Regions from separate parts of the Mus musculus genome. Here region 1 is linked to region 2. The links are chromatin contacts, called in public Hi-C maps. All regions are on one chromosome and are shown on one strand. Each heading gives the region's core, a stretch centred on a gene start, on an enhancer-like site or on the middle of the called end of the contact. The rest is flanking DNA. Distances are from core to core; before and after follow the strand shown. Region 1 overlaps Gna14 (guanine nucleotide binding protein, alpha 14). Region 2 overlaps Gna14 (guanine nucleotide binding protein, alpha 14).

Region 1 (4,202 bases), core at 398-2,897, 69 kb after region 2:
CACTCAGCAGAAGCCAGGGCCCTAGGTGAAGGCACCACCACTTCACCTGTGGCCCTTTCACGGGTGGCCTGGGAACTTCCGTGTGACATACTTCTGTCTTCTGTGTTCCCTCTTCCAGCAGCAAAAATGTTGATTTTTGAGAATCGGGGAAAGGAAAGTTCTTGTTGAGCCCTGTGTTTCCCCTTCTTATTAGTATATTGCAGTTGTGTAAAATAACGAGTTATTCTGCCACGTTCATCCACGTCCGTGCTGAACTCTCTATGAGAGCCTGGTCATCGGTGATGTTTCTGCAACTGCTGGCTTGCTCCCAAACTCTTCTGTCTTCCAGTCTGACTGCTTCTCCCTGAGACTCTTAAGACCAGCAGGCTCACTTTATTCATCTGCTTCCTGGGCATACATTGATGCTGACCAACCTTCCCCCTCCCCCATCCCTCTATTCCCCTCATCCTCCCCCACCCCCCCTGCCATGTAGCATGGCAGTGCCCCACCCAGTCCTCTGTCAACTGTTTGGCTTTAATTCTCAACAGCAAAGCTGGACTTCATTGTTAAATTTAAGAAAACAGCCTATGGTGCATGACATGCAAGAAGGGGCGGAGTTAGCGAGGTAACTGGCTGAGAGGCACCACCGTGAATCCCCAGATTCCTCTGTGGACTCCCCCCTCTCTGCAAGGCGTCTCCCCACACTAGTCATATCCCATGGCTGTGGATTTCTGACATGCTACATAGATACATGTGCCACATGTGTTTATTGAGCTCACATTATCAAAGAAAGCACCAACTGCTTGCAGAAAAGGAGCTGAACTCTTGGATAAAAGCACAAGTGAGATTTTTTACTCTGCTTTTGTGGAGTTTTCCCGGACTTGTTTGAAGACAGAGGCACATGGCCACTTCAGATGTAGAGGGTAGAGGGCAGTCATAGGGCAAGAGGAAACAACAGAGCGGCAATGGGAAGCCAGAAGGTTGGGGACAGTACCTATGCTCTACTCAAGGCCCTCCAGGACCCTGGATCACGCTCTCTGGCTAAGGACAGTGGAAGGAATCACATGCAGAGGTTCAGGTGCGATGGATATGCGCTAGGATTGCAAGTGAGAAGTATCCACTGGGCATACACTCTCACAGAGCTCCTGCCTGTAATCCTTAGTGTGCTAACGGAGTAATAGCTACAATAAACACTGTCTAGTAGTTGTCGTGCAGAGCAGGTGATCTGGGAGTGGTTCCTAGGTGGGAAAGAACTGTGCGCTGATTGATGCACAGGACTACGTGGCTGGCATATGGGAACTTTCTGTTGAGCTGAAGATTTCTGCTGAATCTTAATGCTGCTCTACAAAGTAAAATCTACTTCAAAGAAATACAAAGAAAAAGAAAAGGAAAAAAAAAAAACTTAAGAGGGAGAAAAAGGGCAGGGTGACAGTTGGCACTGATTTTTCCGTTTACAGAGAGAGTGTGTCCCTGTTCTTACACCTGGGGCCAGTCCACTTCTAACCAAACAATCCTGGTTTGTGACTGATACAACAGTTTATGTCCATTGCTGGCTACATAGATGTTGGAATGAACAGAAAGTGGGAAAAGTGAAAGTGGCTACAGGGCGTGGGTGTCTCTGTTCACACCTGGGTGCCGGGTCTGAGCAGCTGCCTCTGCTATTGCTGGACTGGAGGCGCAGGTCTAGTGCGGTCTGTTTCACGTCTCTAGACTGAGCAACCAAATCACCCCGCCTAGTCTTCTGGTTTCTGAGGGTTTGGCTGTGCACAGCCCAGCACCTGTCAGAGCCCTCCACCCCAGATCATCCCCTTATCTGTCATGCTTTTCTGTGCTCAACGTGGTATTTCCTTTCCGTTGGACAGGAAAATGCCCAGATCATCAGGGAAGTGGAAGTAGACAAGGTCACTGCACTCTCTAGAGACCAGGTGGCAGCCATCAAGCAGCTGTGGCTGGATCCCGGAATCCAGGAGTGTTACGACAGGAGGAGGGAGTACCAGCTGTCAGACTCTGCCAAATAGTGAGTACTCAGCCGGCAGCTGCTGCTAAGCCAACTCTGCAAGGCTTCACTTCCCAGGAGGCAGAGAGGCAGGGGGTGTGGGTGGGGGTGGGTGGGGGAGTGAGGATGTGTGTGGGTGGGTGTTTCCCCTGACCTCCTGGCCTGCTTCTTGGCCTCTTCTCCCCTAATTCTCTGTCCCAGATGTCCCTTGGGGTTAGCAGCCACCTTCTCTCACCCAATTAAGTTGGAGATTCCTTTAGTGGAACGGATCTAAGTTTTGGAGCAGAGGTTATGATTTAAGCAAAGAACACACCTGCCTGTGGTTTTTCCGCTTTCTTCCTCTCTGTATCCCTCTGGAAACTGCAGGCGGGCTTAGGCTTTGCTTAAATTGGTTGCCGATCTTGTAGTGCCCTCTAGTGATAGACATTGGCATTGCAAGACCAGCACACAGGCCTCTCGGCTGGCTTATTTGACCCTCTCAGAAAGTCAACCACTTAATGTATTTGGGATCCATAAAGCTTTAGATTTAAACCATCAACATCATCAAAATTTCTATCGCATACTATCTTGGAGATATCACAACATTTCTTCTTTCTTAAGAGTCCCCTAGGGCTGGCTGTGACCCACAGGTGACTGAGCACACAGCTTACTTCTTGGGGTTGCAGCTTGTTTATGCTCCTGCAGTTTGGTTCCTCCTCCCAGGACCACGAAACTCCCCAAACCCACTCCGTTCCTTTTACATGTTGGCCTCTTCCTGAACTAGCTTGGACTGGACAAAGCAGCTGTCAGGGAAGGCATCGTTAAGGCCCATGGCTTTTAATGACTTTGCCTAGACATTTGTCCCATGCAGCACTCAGTTCAATCCAGCTTGGCACAATTGATCTAATTACATCAGCAGAAAAGCACGATGTCGGGGGGCAGGGTGGGGGGAGAAGGAAAGAAACCACTAAGACGCTAGACTGGCAGCAGAGAGGGGAGGAAGCTAGCCTCCCAATGAGATGAGCATTCTGTCCAAAAGCTAGTGGGTTCTCCTGTTTCCTCCCAGAAGCGGCCCACTGTTACTGGCTCTGAGATGAGCCTCTGGATTTACATCCATTTGGAGAACGCTTGCCAGAATGACTGTAAGATTAACTCAGCGTAAATCTTGAAAACAGAAGCAAGTCCGCTCGCTGCCAGGCGTGTGAGGGGTGACTGGGGAGGTGAACAGAGTTGTACAGAAGACAATAGCATTTAATAAGGGAAGTAGTTGCCAGCCTTGAGCGTCATGGATATGGTGGTTACATGCCTAGCTACCAGCACTGGAGAAGTGAGAGCAGGGGGTCAAACATTCTTAGACATTCTCAGTCAGGTGAGTTTCAGGTCAGCAGGCAACCTGAGTTAGACCCTGTCTCAAAATAGCAAAAAAAGCAAAATGAAACAGAACAACAACCCCCACCCCCACTATGACATAAGTTACTTGTGCATTTTCTTGGTCCAAGTCAGTGGTTCTCAGTCATCTGCTAGTAATGTCTGCGTAATTAGATGTCATTTATACTGTGCAAATGAGTGTACCAGATAGTGTGCTAAGGGCTATGTGGCAACCAGTTAGTGACCTCTAATCTCAGACAATGTAGTCTGCTGGTTCAGTCAATCAATCAATTAATCAATCACTGTAGTGTGTCTTCCTTGCCTCCCACTTAACCTAATTTTGGACCGCTTTCCAGAGTCCCTAGCAGATGCTCCAAATCACAAATGATACTGCATTCTGTATTTGTTCTTTACATACATAAGCATGATAAAATGAACTTATAAACGTAACAGCAAGAGATGGACACAGGCTAAAACTAAGGTAGTTAAGAATAGAGCTACTCGTTATTGGCAGTGTGACCCCATGACACAGTGTGAGAGCTGCGACAGCTAATGAGTGACTGGCAGGTGGGCAGTGTACACAGTGTGGCTACACTAGAAAACGTGTGTTTCCCCCCTTGGCACAGCCACCGATGTTATCTTACTACTCAGAATGGCACTAGACTGAAAACTTATGAGTTCTTGTCCTTAGCTTTGCAGAACACAAAAATCATTTCAAAGACGGATCATTTATTTCTGGCATTATTTTCACATTTCCTAAATTTGGGTCATAAATGGCCATGGGCATTTGTAAGCGTGAGGTGGAACATTGGATAAAGGGAGAAGACTGAGTGCAGTAAAATAATAAGCTGGGGAGCAGGCCCAGCATTTTAAATCTCTA
Region 2 (4,456 bases), core at 1,314-3,813:
CACCAGGTCTTCATCAGAAAGCCGAGCAGCAGGAACCTGGCATGAAAGAGCTGGCTTTGCATCTCCAGCAGGTCTTCCCACTCCAGGCAACCCCCTCCTAACTGCTTTCCCAAACGGAATCAACATGGAGGTCGATAAGCCATAACTATCCATCCCTGAACACTGGTGTGTCCTCTATCAAGAGAAACAAGATCCCTGTTTAGAGAAAGCCCACTTGGCAATCAATCGGTCGCATTCATAGCCCTTCAGCCTGTTGCTAATGTAAGTTAGGTGACATCCCCATCTGTCTTCATTTTTGTGAGTTAAGCTGTACTGTCTCCAGAGTGTCTGCTGTAACCCTAGGCTGAGAACACTGGCTTCTGGGAGGCGGGCTTGCAGGTCAGGAAATGTGCTAGGTCACTGCCTGTCTCAGGAACTTGATTAGTTCCCTGCCTTAGTTCTCAGGGAGCCAGTCTTTCTGGATTCTGGGTACATTCTAGAACAATTGGTTTCTGTTCAGTTATCTCTTGTCTATCATTCAAAAGGTTTATTTTGTTTTGCCTTCTATTTTTTCCTGGCTTCTAAAAGCAACTTATTGCCACCCCCTCACCCTCACAATGAGCTTTCTTGTGTTATTTGAAGTTAAATTAATACTTGACCTTAATTTGTGTTCTCAGTCTCAGAGGTGTAGGGTCTTAGTGTACAGATGTTTTTGTGTGTATGGGTTTTGTTGTTGTTGTTGTTATTGTTGTTGTAGTTGTTGGTTTGGGCCTGTTTTCAGCTCTGTGTTTGTAGCCTTGCTGTTCTGTATCTGCATAAGGTTCCTGGTGGAATTTCAGAGGCCCTGAAGAGGGAAGGGATCAGGATTAGGAGAGCCTCTTGGATGAGTAGTAGAAGGAATAGTTTTATCTACATAGGACGATCTTTTGTGGGTAATTCCCCAAAAAGCTGGGAAGAATTTCTGCTGGGATATTGTAAAGTCACTTTTATTTACTTTAGTCATCACAGGAAATACAAGGTTTTCATAGCTTATAACAAACATCTGAACAATATATAAAATAAAATATTAGATAGTCACACAAGTATCATATGGAGATGCCCAAATCACAATATTAATGCACACATGACTGAGGCTTAGGAGACACTTCTGGACAGTATAGTCAAGAAGACGACTGTAGGAAAGCTTTCAGCCCTGCAAGGCCAGAGGCCCACAGCCCTCGCTCATAGTCAGCAGGGAGCCTGTGGAGAGGAGAATAGAACATGTGTTATCTATACTCAAGAGACACATGTCCATTTACCCAGTGCTGAGGGTACTGGTCAAGAAAGAACAGTTGCTTAATGGAAAAGGGGGCAAAACTGCCTAAGTGGAGTTTCACAGCAAGAGATGGGTGGGGTGGGGTGGAGTGGAAGGAGGGGTGTCTTGATGCTCTCCTGCTGAGATGTCAGCAATTATGGTGACAGGAAGCAGACAGGAGGTCTTTTGGTGAATCTGTTACTGGCCTGAGTGTCTTGCCAGCTGTTGTCCATTGCCTTTATTATGGAAGGCAGTGGCAGTGAGAGGACAGGCAAGCAGCTCACATAGCAGGCTCTTGACGGACACAGATAAGAATTGAAAAGTACAGACATGCTTAACCTAATGATGGCCATATGTTCTGTAAAACACATTTCGCCATTGTCCAAACATAATAGATTATATTTACACAAACCAAGATGATACAGCCTCTGCAAGCATAGGCTGTGTGTATAGACTGCAAATCTATGCAATATATCACTGTCCTGAATACTGTAGGCAGTTATAACACGGTGGTATTTGTGTACTTGAACATCCCTCAATGTTAAATGGTAAGTGACAATATGGCATGATGGGAATTGTTTGGTTTCATTATAAGCTTAGAGCCCATCATGTACATGGACATTTGATATGGTCTGACATATATGACTCCCATTGTGTACATTGGCATCCCCTTGTTGGTTGGGATGTCATTTAGTGACTTCAAATATGCAAATGGAGAAATGCAAAGTAAACAGAGAGGTGCCATTTCCCTTATTTTTACTGAAGACTGAACCTGTGTTGCTGCATGCCGAGTCTGGGTGGAATTTCTCCTGGAGCAATCCCTGGTAATCTAACACCAAAATTCCCTTTCCAGACCAAAGGCTTGGCCCCTGTTTGGAATAAAAATCTGATGTGAGTGGAGGGTTCCTTCTTTCCTCCATTTGCAGGAGAAACCCCACCAGGCTCATTTTGGACTGATGCAATTAGCCCAGCAGCATGGGCCCACACCCATGTTTTAGAAGATAATTGGCTAAAGTAGTGGGGTGAGGAAGGAGAGCTAAGCCAGCCACTCCTCAATTAAAAACCACCCAGTAAAAAACACTAGTAGTTTTCATCCCCAGAGGTATGCTGTTGGTTGTTCACTTTTTCCTCTGAATAAATGAATAAATGTGTACATGAAATCTGAATGTGGAGTTTCTTTTTGGAACTGGTAAATGGATAAGCTCAGATCCTTGATTTGAGCTCACCAATCCCTGTGGCCCTGCCACAACTGCCACTGTAGAAGGCATGATGTCATGACCTACCTTCACTCCCTCTTGCCTGCTGCCCCCTGCTGCTGGAGCCATCCCTGGTCTAACACAGTTCTGCAGGATGAAGGAATAAGGCTTTCCTTTTGTAATTTCAGTTTGTGTAGTAGGGGAGACCTTTTATTTAGGAAAGTACCACATTGTCATGGGAAGATCATGTGCCAATGCAGACCTGATTCAGATGCAGGCCAACACTATCAAGCTGCATAAACTTGAACAACCTGTGCAGTCTTTATGATTCTCAGTTTCTCTTCTTAAAAAAAAAAAAAAAAAAAAAAAAAGATGGTATCAGCTGGGTTGTAGAGCAGCTTTAATGAGAACAGAGGACCTCCTCTACATGGCTTCTTCCTGTTCTTGATCTTGGTCTTCAGTGATTGGTGTCAGTCATTCTATTTTCTTCTTTGCCTCCTGTGTGTGTGTGTGTTTGGGTGTTTGAACCAAAAGATTTAAAGAGTACTTTTAAATAATGGTTTTCTTAAGTACTTTTGTTATTTAATCTTAAAAAGTGTTCTAAAGTAGGTTTTCTGGTTGGTTGGTTGGTTGGTTGGTTTTAATGCCCCAAAATACAGAGGCTTTTGAAACGTTTGTGACTGCCTTTGTCCTGGTGTAAGGGAATGAGCCCTGCTACTGGAAGCGTTCTTATCTTGCTGCTGAATTTCAAGCTGTCTTGAGTGAGTCTGGCTTCAAGGTCACAGTGACAGTTTGCTTGAAGAAGTTACATAATCTCCATGTTCACCTTGACTTCTTCATCTGTAAAACACAGGACTAATATTTGTTTGGGATGAACTGGCATGGGACCAGAGGCTCAGTGCTGCTGGCGGAAGAGACTAAAGCAACAGAGTATTGGAACTGGGGGAGAGGGACCCCAGAATTCCACGGGAACAGAGAGCTAATCTGCCTTAGGACTTTGGGTCAAGCATTGATAGTAACATTTAGGAGAGGGAGTTGGTCCTCTGCTCAGTTTTCATGCAGTTCTTTGAGTAGATCTAGGAAAACCTAGTTAATATGAGAGCTGAGTCACAGGAAGAAACACAGTAAAGTTAACTCCCCATGTGCTGACTTCTTCATGGGGAACATCACAAGAGTGTGCTGAGCCCAGCAGGACCTGAGCAGGATGTATCTGAAAGACGGTGGCTTGTCTGGGCTTTATCCAGTGTATGGCTGGACTGACTCTTCCGAGTCCAGTACCACCAAGTCCTTTGGTTTCTGAGCCAGATCTTCCGTGATAGTGGAGCTTGTTAGTGGAGTCCAGGTGAATCAATTTCAGGCCTTTCTCTTGGTACCTATGTGTAGTGCAGACTTTACATAGGCAATCTGAATCCCCCGGTTCTCATCTCTGTACTGCAGAGAACAGCACTTATTTCAGAGTGGTTCTGAAGACTAAAGGGGGCGACTCGGGTAGATTCCCCAGCATAGCGACTCCTTTAATATTTGTTGGTATCAGCATCCAATTGTCATGCTGGAGAGGCCGTTGAATATCAGCACGAGGCTCCTTCTAGGGCCTTCCTTTACTTACCTATGTGATCAGAGTCTCTTGACACACATGGAACACAGGCTGGGGCACAGAGAATCGGCATATTCTGTTTTCCCAAGTGTTGAGTTAGGTAATTGTAACTTGGTAGATTTAAAAAAATATCTTGTATTTGAAAACTTTAGAGATCTGCTATTCAGGGAAGGACTGCTGAGTGTGGACACGAACTTGAGGATGCTCGCTGAAGTAAGTCAGGCACAAAAGAACAAAGGTTGTATGACTTCATGTCGGTGAGGTGTCAAGAGGAGTCAAGGTAGACAGAGCAGAAATTGAGGGTGTTCACCAAGGCTGAGGTTGGGGTTCCATTTTGTAAGATTGAAAGAGTTCTGACAGTCGGTTGCACAACGCTGAGTTATTTCCATGTTA

The links. A called contact is a pair of places that touch in the nucleus more often than the background predicts.
Region 1: a Hi-C map of the N1E-115 cell line shows a contact between it and region 2, with 12 times the contacts expected there. The contact joins two enhancer-like sites. A contact is called at or near these places in 9 of 484 Hi-C or Micro-C datasets (the G1E-ER4 cell line, the N1E-115 cell line, Sertoli cells and 6 more) and 1 of 115 datasets of contacts at active chromatin or transcription factors (embryonic stem cells).

Annotation. Positions count from the first base shown.
Region 1 is chr19:16,597,099-16,601,300 of GRCm38.p6, forward strand. It overlaps Gna14 (guanine nucleotide binding protein, alpha 14), which reads left to right. Exons shown (of 7, transcript NM_008137.4): 3 at 1,842-1,996. Among named protein-coding and RNA genes, the nearest start is that of Gm41811, 16 kb to the left of the region's middle. Within about 2 kb of position 1,648, at least 46 of the 459 cell types and tissues checked have an H3K27ac peak or open chromatin away from gene starts, as enhancers often do. A contact at or near this core is called in the N1E-115 cell line, where this site is marked.
Region 2 is chr19:16,526,923-16,531,378 of GRCm38.p6, forward strand. The region is part of intron 1 of Gna14 (guanine nucleotide binding protein, alpha 14); the gene reads left to right. Among named protein-coding and RNA genes, the nearest start is that of Gm41811, 54 kb to the right of the region's middle. Within about 2 kb of position 2,564, at least 8 of the 459 cell types and tissues checked have an H3K27ac peak or open chromatin away from gene starts, as enhancers often do. A contact at or near this core is called in the N1E-115 cell line, where this site is marked.